Linked DNA regions of Mus musculus: region 1 is linked to region 2. Evidence: chromatin contacts called from public HiChIP or PLAC-seq data. All regions are on one chromosome and are shown on one strand. Each heading gives the region's core, a stretch centred on a gene start, on an enhancer-like site or on the middle of the called end of the contact. The rest is flanking DNA. Distances are from core to core; before and after follow the strand shown.

Evidence for each region. HiChIP or PLAC-seq counts read pairs in DNA pulled down with a chosen protein or histone mark.
Region 1: a contact with region 2 is called in an H3K4me3 HiChIP or PLAC-seq map of embryonic basal ganglia, with 2.4 times the contacts expected there. The contact joins two enhancer-like sites.

What each region holds. Positions count from the first base shown.
Region 1 is chr13:34,573,640-34,578,853 of GRCm38.p6, forward strand. No RefSeq gene overlaps it. Among named protein-coding and RNA genes, the nearest start is that of Gm40909, 70 kb to the left of the region's middle. Within about 2 kb of position 2,487, at least 38 of the 459 cell types and tissues checked have an H3K27ac peak or open chromatin away from gene starts, as enhancers often do. A contact at or near this core is called in embryonic basal ganglia, where this site is marked.
Region 2 is chr13:34,247,040-34,252,228 of GRCm38.p6, forward strand. All of the region lies in intron 3 of Slc22a23 (solute carrier family 22, member 23), which reads right to left. Among named protein-coding and RNA genes, the nearest start is that of Gm52037, 52 kb to the left of the region's middle. Within about 2 kb of position 2,437, at least 118 of the 459 cell types and tissues checked have an H3K27ac peak or open chromatin away from gene starts, as enhancers often do. A contact at or near this core is called in embryonic basal ganglia, where this site is marked.

The DNA of each region.
Region 1 (5,214 bases), core at 1,237-3,736, 330 kb after region 2:
GATAGTTGCACAGGGCACCATCTCATTCTTGCTCATGGCTGCCTACCTACCTACACCAACAATGCCCTTCACCGTTCCTACTCTGTTCTTTTATTTTAAACAGTGCAGATGCGTCCTGCTTGGCTGAGCTTGCTGACCTCCGTGCACATTTAATAAAGCTAAGACATGAGCACTGGTACATTAGTACTAACTTAACCCAGGCCATTCAGGACTCATCATTTCTCCCCTTTCTCATTCCAAGATTCAGCCTTAGATCCTGCATTGTATTGGATCTTCATTCATGTTCAATTTCATCCCTTGAGGTACCTTTATTTTTTTTCTCCTTTCTCATCAAAATTATTAGGTTTGGACTAGAAAATTCTCACTGGGAGCTGGAGAGATGATTCTGCAGTTAGGAAGGCATTCTGCTTTTGTAGAGGACCTGAGTTCAGATCCCAGCACCTGCACTGGGTGATTCAAAGCCACCTAGAACTATAGCTCCAGAAATTAGAAAATCTGCATTCACACACACAAAACCACACAGAGACATACACATGATTCAAATAAATAAAAATAAAACATTTCTGAAAGACAGGTTTCTCTGTTTCTCTATTATTTTGTTTAAATTTTAAGGCAAGCAAGCCTTTTTTCTTTTCTTTTTCCTTTCTTTCCTTTCTTCCTTTTTTTCATCCTTTTCCTTTCTTTTTTATTCCTTCCTCCTCTCTCTCTCTCTCTCTCTCTCTCTCTCTCTCTCTCTCTCTCTGTCTCTCTCTCTGTCTCTCTCTCTCTGTCTTCCTTTCTTTCAACATCTTCTCTTAAAAAAAAAAAAACAAAAAACTTATGCCATTGGATGGGCCAGAAATCAATCTGTTAGGATCTGGGACACTCAGGAAACCATTACACAACAGTGGTTTGCCTGCATGTATGTTTGTGTGTCACCTACATGCCTAGTATCCTAGAGGGGTGGAAAACTGTTGGAACCTAGTTGGAACCACAGTCCTAGCAGGATCTGGACTCCACAAACAGGTGTCCATTTCACACTATTCTGTACAATCAGGTCTTACCACGGTCCCTCCTATTGGCCTGAAGGAGGTCTTACATCAGTGTTTCAGAGATTTCTCTCCATCATATGCCTAGTCTTTGCCTAGGCATTTGATGGTTGTAGGATGCTTGGCCTGAAGCCAATGGTGGGTCTAAGCCTGGGCATTCACCCACTGCCCCCTGACAGGGTGATCTAGGGAACCTGAGAGGAGAGGTAGCTATGCTGGATATCACATTGGATCTTTGTGGATTGAGAGGGGGGGGAAAGCAAGAAAATTTCACTTCCATGAAGTGACTGGACCTTTAACAGGATTAAAAGGTAAATTAAGTAAATGAATTCAAGGAACTTATCTCCACCAAACCGTGTGTGTGTGTGTGTGTGTGTGTGTTACTGAGGGTTGCCTGTAGGACCTTGCACATAAAATAACATCAGCTTTATTTCATGAAATCTTTCGAGGTTATCCAGGCTGGCCTAGAACATTTCCCTCCCTCCCTCCCTCCCTCCCTCCCTCCCTCCCTCCCTCCCTCCCTCCCTCCCTCCCTCCCTCTTGAAAGGGCCTGATGCAAGCTCAGGGGAGTTAGCCACATGGACTGTGTTTTCTGCTCTCACTGGATCTGATCCTACAATGACACACAAGCCAGCCACTCAGGACATGGTTAATGAGCATGTGCCCTGTGCCAGGCAAGCCAAGACCAAGCAAGCCAAGTCAAAACTCAAGGAGACACAAGGTTGATGACAGGGAAATAGCACAGTGAGAGCTAGGGAGATCTCCTGAACAAAGTGAATATTACGTTACTTGCTGCATAACAAATTACTCCCACACACATTAGCAACTTAATAAACAAGAGCATTTCTTATCTCCTGCTTTCTGAGTGTCAGGATCCTAAGGCAGTTTGGTTATAGAGTGGCTCTGGCTCAGTGTTGCTAAGGAAGCTGAAGTTAAACAGATGGCCAGCTAGAAGATCTGCTGCCAAGCTCACTTAAACCACAGCTGGAATCCTCAGGTCTTCACAGACTTTTGTGCCAGAGACTTTAGTATATTGTTACATGAAGAGTCATTATGGCACACATCTAGCTTCTCATAGAGTGTGAACTGAAAGATAGACACCGTGGGCTTTTTAACAATTTAACCCTGGAAGGGATGTCCAATTGTTAGGACTGGTCACAAAGACAAACCCAAATAGAAATGAAGAAGGGGTAGCATGCAATGTGGGTGCCAGGATAGGGCCAGCTTAAAGAATAGCTAACAGAAAAATTGACTATGAGTGCATGTGTCATTCAGCCATAGCACTTGATTCAAATGTTTTCTGTATGAATGGAGACTTCATGTGACTAAATCTGACAGGGTCTTTTAAAAATATCACAATGGCTTTTAATGTGACACATTGCTGATAAGAGACAGGGTGAATATCGTCACTGTACATCACATTCACCCCCATTTGCTTATTTGCATGTCATAGATTTGTTCCACTAAGGCAGCTGCCTGGTTACCATGGCAACAGCTCAGAGGTAAATTTCCCTCAAGCACAAAGGCAATGTGAAGAGTAAAATTGAAGAGATTTGAAACAAAGAACAAAAAAAATTATCTTTGCTTGTGCAAATGAACCTGATAAATTTTAAATTATTCAATAAGACCCCAAAGGAGAGCCCCCCCAAGATGTTATGTATGGCTAAGAAATTATGTATGGCTTTATTTCAACTCAATAGAAATGTTTTAAAATCTTCCAATCTTACCAGAAAATACTTTTAAACATTCACAGAATATTATTATTTCATAAATTTGAATATGAAACTGGGTGTGGTGGGTAAATATAAGAGTGGAACATAGAAGGCAGAACTTGGCATGCGGAGATATGAGAAGGAATTGGCCCTAGATTAGCTGTCCAAAAATTATTTGGCTCACTGGTTACTGTGCAATGAGGCTTCAGCTAAGTCAGGGACACTCTTAGAGTCATGGCCACTTGCCCTTGATCTTTGCCCCAAAGTGGCTTTGATGATGCCAATCATGTATTTCGGGGCTTTCAAATGGAAGACTGCATGCCCTGAAAGACATAAGCAACCTCAGAGCAGCCCTCCCAACACTTTCTGCTTGTTCATCCATATTGAAAGAAAGAACAGGGATTGAACCATCCATGTGAAACCAGTTCATTACAAAATACTCTTACAATGAATGGGTATTTGACAGTTTTAGCAAACCTACATAGAAACCTCTTCCACATATCAGCTCAAGACTTTCCTGGAGCAATTGATTCTCTTGCTCCTTCCAAAGTTCTGTTATCAAGTAAGTAAGAAGGCAGCTATTCAGGATTGGTGATATAAACCAGTAATCCCAGCATTTCTGCTAAGTTGAGGGAGGAAGATCATGATTTGGGGGCTAGCCTGGGTTATATAGCAACATACAGCCTGCATCAGGAAAACAAAATGAACAAGGATGACTAACACTGCCTGACATGCTCATTAAAACTTCCAGCTATCCCTGACAGTTGATTGATTCTATTGTGACTTTTGTCCTTTATTGCTTTGTGTACTTTGAAGGTTGTTTTAAAAGTATGGAAACATTGCCCAGTTCTTCTTACAAAGTCACTGCTACCCAGACACCTAAGCCACCTAAAGACCCAACAAAGAAAGACAATTACAGCTGAATTTTCCTTATGAACATAAATGTGAAAATTCTCTATAAAATATTTTAAATCAAATCCAACAATACAGCGAAAAGATCATCCACCTCGATCAAGTAGGCTTCATTCTAGAGATACAGAGATGGTTCAACAAATGTAAATTGATAAATGCAATGTACCATATACATAGAATGAAAAATAAAAGCCACATGATCATCTCATCAGACACAGAAAAGGCCTTTAACAAAATCCAACACCCCTACATGATAAAAGTCCTGGAGAGATTAGAGAACTAGGGACATGTGTTAAAATAAAAACACAAACTTATAGCCGAAATGGAGACATAAACCTAAATGGAGACAAACTCACTAAAATCTGGAATGAGATAAGATTGCCCACTTCCTTCATTCCTATTCAATTGTAGTACTAGAAGTCTTTGCTGGAGCAATAAGACAACTGAAGGAGATCACAGGGATACAAATAGGAAGAAATCAAAATTTTATTTGCAGATGATGTGATTGTATACACAAGTGACCCTGAAAATTCTACCAGAAAACTCCTACAGCTGATAAACACTTTCAACAAAGTATCGGGATGTGGAAGCACCCACACTTATTTACCAGGCTAAGGTTATCCTGTTACCTGGCCACAAGGAATTAAACCAGTCCCTGTTGGAGGATCCCCAGAAAAACTGAGGCTGTGACAATTTTATTAAGAGCAATCAGACATTTTCTACCTTTATATGAAATAGAATATAATGGCAATTGCCAGGATCAATACAGCTGTAGTTTCCAGAATATAAGGATATTTGCAAACAACAGAGGCTATACAATATAAATGTCTAAGACCAGTTGTCCTATCAAGATTCCATGCTCCCTTGACTACTAAGGGAACATACAGAGAAATACAAAGGGGCCTAAAGGCTTCACCTGGGGAAACATGTTGGTCTCTTAGGAACTGGAATTCCCTAGGAGCCATATACTCTAACCTAAAAAAATCTATGACACATGCCTCTCAAAGCAGCTAGGCCAAGCCAACTCCATGGTTCCCTGCATGGACACAAAATTAATATGCACAAATCAGTAGCCTTCCTATATACAACCGGCAAATGGATTGGGAGGAAAAATAAGGGAAACATCACCTTTCACAATAGCCAAGCAAGGGAAAGGCTTGTATGCTAAAAGTTTTAAGAGGTTTTAAAAAAGAAATAGAAAGGATAACAGAAAAAGCTCTCTTGTGCTCATGGATTGGTAGGCTTGTTATAGTCAAAAGGTTAGCCAGGCGTGGTGGCAAACACCTTTAATCCCAGCACTCAGGAGGCAGAAGCAGGCAGATTTCTGAGTTTGAGGCCAGTCTGGTCTATAAAGTGAGTTCCAGGACAGCCAGGGCTATACAAAGAAACCCTGTCTCGAAAAACTGTTAAAAAAAAAAGGTCATCCTACCAAAAGTGGTCTGCAGATTTAATGCAATCCCATCAAAGTTCAAACACAATTCTTCAAAGATTGTGAAAGGATATTTTCAACTTCATAAGGAAATGCACTTTTAAAAACCAGGATATCTAAATAAATAATCTTG
Region 2 (5,189 bases), core at 1,187-3,686:
CAACTGCTCCCCCTGGGTAAACATGAAAGTCACCAGGTCTCCTCTGAGCAGGTCAATAAGGAAGGATGACGTTTCCTGCCTTGGCTGTAAGGACAGCAGGGCTTTCTACCCAAGAACTTAGGAGACGGAAGATTTCCTCTGGCCTCTTCTCCCACCTGTCATCTTTCCCCACCCAGTTCTCTGTGCTGGTGGGTTTTGTCCCCTAAGCCTTGAATAGCACAGAACTGGCTAGTGGGAATCCTGAATGCATTTCCCTCTCCTGTCTAAATCTAGTCCAAGGAATGACTCAACTCTTCTATCAAAACACAGGTCTGAAGCTACACGGCAGCCCTGTGGCCCCTGGCATTTGGGGTATTCTCTCTTTGATGTGAATCATCTGTAGTGTATCCCTGCAGGTGCTAAACAGGGTAGGAATATCCTTTCTTTCCTCTCCCGGCACCTCTTCAGAGCCTGGCTGGTAGTTAGCCTGTCAATGTTGGTATAAGCTGTTTTTATTATATTAGGATGCATCATCTCTCTTCCTACATATCATTGTGCTTCTGTTTGTCAGAGAATATTGAATATTCAACCAACCAAGTAGTTTAAATATCACACTGTATGGGGAGATAGAAAGGGAGAGGGGAGAAGAGAAATTCTTGAAACAACTTAGAAATGAGTTGAATGGGAAAGTGGGAAGAACTCTAGCATGCTTTACGAGGACAGGTTTGTTGCTTCTAATGCTCTCCCATACAACCTTTGAAGAAGGGACCCATACTGGGGTTTTAACTCCTCCATCACATGATGGAGATGATCACCACCAGGGAGTGTTAACTCTTCGTAGACTTCTAAGCCTGTGTTCAACAATCCGGAGGAAGAGGTAGCATCACAGATGCAAGATTCTTTCCAGACACTAGATGATAATCGTGACTGGAGACACAGGCACACGTGTGCATCTTCATTAAACTCTTAATCTGTATTATGTGCAATGCATGGAATGCTTTTGTTTTTTAAACACCGAACAAGAAGCATCAAGTGGACTCTAACCTTAATCTTCTGGGATGTGTTGTAGACTGACTGCTGTATAACCTTGCTGTCAAGAAGGGTCAGAAACTTAAGGAAACGACCCCTGCCCCCTGCCCCCTGCCCTGTTTTTGTACAATTCATGGCCAGCTTGGCGCTAAGAATGACATGACACTTTTAAAGGGCTGTGAAGCTTGTATGGAATTAAGATTTTAGCCCTCACAAACAATGCTTTGTTAGAACGAACACAGCTTTTAGCTTCATTCCAGACTGTCCCGGCTGCTATTGCATCTGAACAGCAGTGCATGTGAGAAGATGAGGCGGGAGGATTTGAATTTAAGGTCATTCTGGGCTATAAGGAAGGGAGTTACTGAGCTGCGGTAGCAGGCTCCCCACAGCTGCAATGTTTCTGTTCTAGCCTTTTATAGAGGTGACAACACCTGCCCCAAAGGCTGTGGAATGGACCATCTGACCAATTTGTAAAACAGGATTCAGAATGGGGTGTTCTTGTCATGTGCTTCAGACTTCTGTCAGAAAAGTCAGTAATGTTATTTTTAGAAACGCAAACAGTGGTTTTGTTAAAAGACATGACTCCCAGAAAAAAGGACGCCCCAAACCACATCAGAGACGGCCCAAATGGAACATGGGGGCAGCAAGGGAGAAGGCAAGAAGACCCCCCTGTCTGTACTGAGAGGGGGAACAATCTAGGACCATCAAAGAGCATTTTAATTTTTAATGCTGTTCTCCTTTTGAGGCATTTAATTTGTGGCGGGAGAGAAAGATGTGTTCTCTAAAACCATCCCTTTTTAAATTTACCAACTGATGGCTGGGAGCCTGCATTTTCGCTACCAGAAGTAACGCCAGGCTGGGCGATTTGAACACTGTCCATTTAAAATTCAAGAAAGCAGCGTCAGATGAAAAGTACCCTCGGAATGCCTGCAGACAAAGGCCTCATAAAAGGCTAATGCTATTTGTCTAGAATTACAGGAAAGAAAGTGAGGGCTGGAGAGGCCCTCTAGCCCCAGCCTTTGTAAGGCCCCCTTGATGGAAAAGAAAGCTCCCCATTAGCATTCTAGTCGGGGCTCTTTGTCCAGTGTAATCTGAGGACTGTGGAAAGAAAGCGCCTGGTGATTTAACCTCCTTGGGTGGAAAAAGAAGAGAGGGGGGGAAGGGGAAAGGGAATCTCGTGTTATCCACTAGTGTTGGCAGAAAGGCACATGCCATGATTTTATGGGGCTGGGGTGATGAGCTGGGCACCCCAGGGCTGTGTCCAGAGAATGCCAGGCTGTGCACAGCACTAGGCCGACAAAAACCCAGCGTATAGGCACAGAGTCTGGATGAAAGGCCCTTTCTGTCATTCCCTAGCCCTCCTCCCTCCCTGCTGCTCTGGAAACCTCTCTAGCCTTCACCCTTTTTGGCTCTGCCTCAGATGGGCGCACTTCAGGAGCCACAGTGGATCTCCTCCCTGTCTCCTCCCTACCCGACACCATGCCAAGAAAGCCAGAGGGCCTTACGGATGCCACATTCCTACTACTTGTCACCGATACGGTCACCAAGGAGACTTGTTGCTTCCCTGGGGATAACCAGGAGACGCAGGTTGTAACACATTTGTGACAGAGATGCATGTCCCTAGATGAGCAGGATGGAAGGAAATGATGTCAAGGCCTGGGCCACACAGTATAGATGGTAGAAGCATCTTGAGGATGCCAGAGAGCCTCCTGTGGACAAGCCAAGCAGGGCAAGAGAGAACAATGCCCAAGGGACATAGTGGCCCGAAGCCCAACTGGCAAAACTGCTCCTCTCTGTAATTAGAGTCAAGGTCGAAGTACCCTGTTGTCTCCCTTCTATAGAGTCTAGGAATCCCAGGCACATCAGAACAGGAGGACACAAGAGAACAGTGAGGAAAAGAGGAGCTTGTCCTACAGAAGTGCAACCCTTGAATACAGGTCCTCATGTGGTGATGGCCCCCGACCATAACATTATTTTCATTGCTACTTTATAAATGCAATTTGACTGCTGTTAAGAGCTGTAATGTAAATGTACTTTTGGAGATAGAGGGCTGTCAAAGGGCTTGTGACCCACAGCTAGAGAACCACCGTTCTAGAAGACACATAAAGTCTCTTGTCCTGATACTGACTGGGGAATCTGCACACACACACAGATACATAAGGGCACACATGAAATACATAAATATAAATACAAACATGGTTTAGGAGTGCACACGAACACACACATATACAGAGAATGAGAGGGTGAGAGAGAGTGTGTGTGTGTGTGTGTGTGTGTGTGTGTACCCTGAGTCTCAGCTGCTCTGGTATGTTTACTAAGGACACCTGCTTTAAAGGTTCAATTTCTCCAAGCTTCATGATCTCCACCTTACTCTCATTTTCCCATCTGACAATCAGGAACTTGTTATTTGGGACTCACCTGGCTCATGGGAAACGGAACCATGAGAGTCTATAAGTCATGTTCTTACCTCCTATGAAAATGTCCAGACTTCTTTAGTGCCCGAGACTTAGTGTGACTTACCGGTGTTCAAAAATAAAAAAGGGATTGCAAACTGACCTTAATCCAAGTGTGGGATTTTTGCCAAGAAGGAAAAACACACAATGAAACAGCTAGAGCAGCAGGTGGGAATACCTCCATATGACATCTGCATAAATGTGTGTGTGTGTGTGGGGGGGTTGCACACATCTGGAAGGGGATCAGATGGCTGTAACATTTCCATTACATCTGAGAGCCTGTCTCACAGACCCAAGAACCTTCCTGTCATTCACAGACCCTCTGGCTATCAGCCATGTTCCAACAGAACTGATGAATAAGGTGGGAAGTCTTAAGGACTTAAAAGTAGGAAGTAAATATAACTACTATGCAAATATTGACAAATACCACAGTTCATGAGTTTAAGACTAGCTAGTGCTCAACTTAGTCTAAACTACACATGACAATTGGCTGCCTCAGAATTTAAGAAAAAGAATCCTTCATTTCTGGAGATCTCTCTCTCTCTCTCTCTGTCTCTGTCTCTGTCTCTGTCTCTCTCTCTCTCTCTCTGTCTGTCTCTCTTTGATAGGGTTTCTCTGTGCAGCTCTGGCTGCCCTGGAACTTGCTTTGTAGAACACTGTAGAACTCTGACTTCAAATTCAGAGATCCACCTGCCTCTGCCTCCCAAGTGCTGAGATTAAAGTCGTGTGTCATCACTGCCTGGCCATTCCTGGAGATTTTGAAGAGCAGACAGTAAATGGCTATGGAAGACAGCACTGGGATCTTTACCTACTTCCCAAACCTAAATTCCCCCCCCCCCAATATTTGGAGAGAGAGAGAGGCAGGCAGACAGAAAGACAGACAGACAGAGACTGCAGTCTGTCTTCTCAAATCACTGGATCTAACACACTCCACAGACTGTGAAACCCTGGTGCTAGGCTTTGCAGCTGCAAGCAGCTCTGGTTCAGGGTTTATGGGCATTTCCTAGATCATACCTGCACCAGGAGAACATTTAATGGAAAATAAAATAAGTGTTCTGAAATGTTTGCTCACAAATCACCAAGTCCATAAAGTGCTGACCTCCTCTTCCTCTTGCCAAAGTTATTCCACTGTCCCTTGCTCTGCCACTCAAATGTGCTTCTGTCATTTCTAACCCTCAGAGGTACGGTTATCAAAAAGGAGACAGCTCTTTCTCACTAGAGGCAGACCCTTCCTTCCACAGGTTTCTCAAGACCCCAGATCTGGCCCCAAGTCATATGACATGGAAGAAGCCACATGCAACGTCACCTTCCAAATCCAAGGCACTGATTGTTCCCAATCTCTTTCTAGCATGCAACTTTGCTTTTCTCTAAGAAGATACTGGGGAAGGACTTTTCTGTGGTCAGGTGGTGGAACTCCCTGACATGAGCCTAAAGCTAAGAGGTGCTAGGTCACCTTACCTCTCGGGTAAACCTTCTGGGTAGACTTGGGGGAATTTTGGTGACAATCACAGATAGTCTTTAAAGACTTTAAAGTTAACATGGTCAATATCAGAAGACACATGGAAGGCTCAGAGGAACTCCGAGGTCACAGGCACATGTGGGCTTCCATACGAACCACCTAACATGACCTATTCACCTTGGAGCAGTCAAGAGTACCAGGCAGGCAAAGAATCTCTTCCAGATCTCAGTGACAAATTAACAGGAGACATACATGAGAGACTGAGGGTT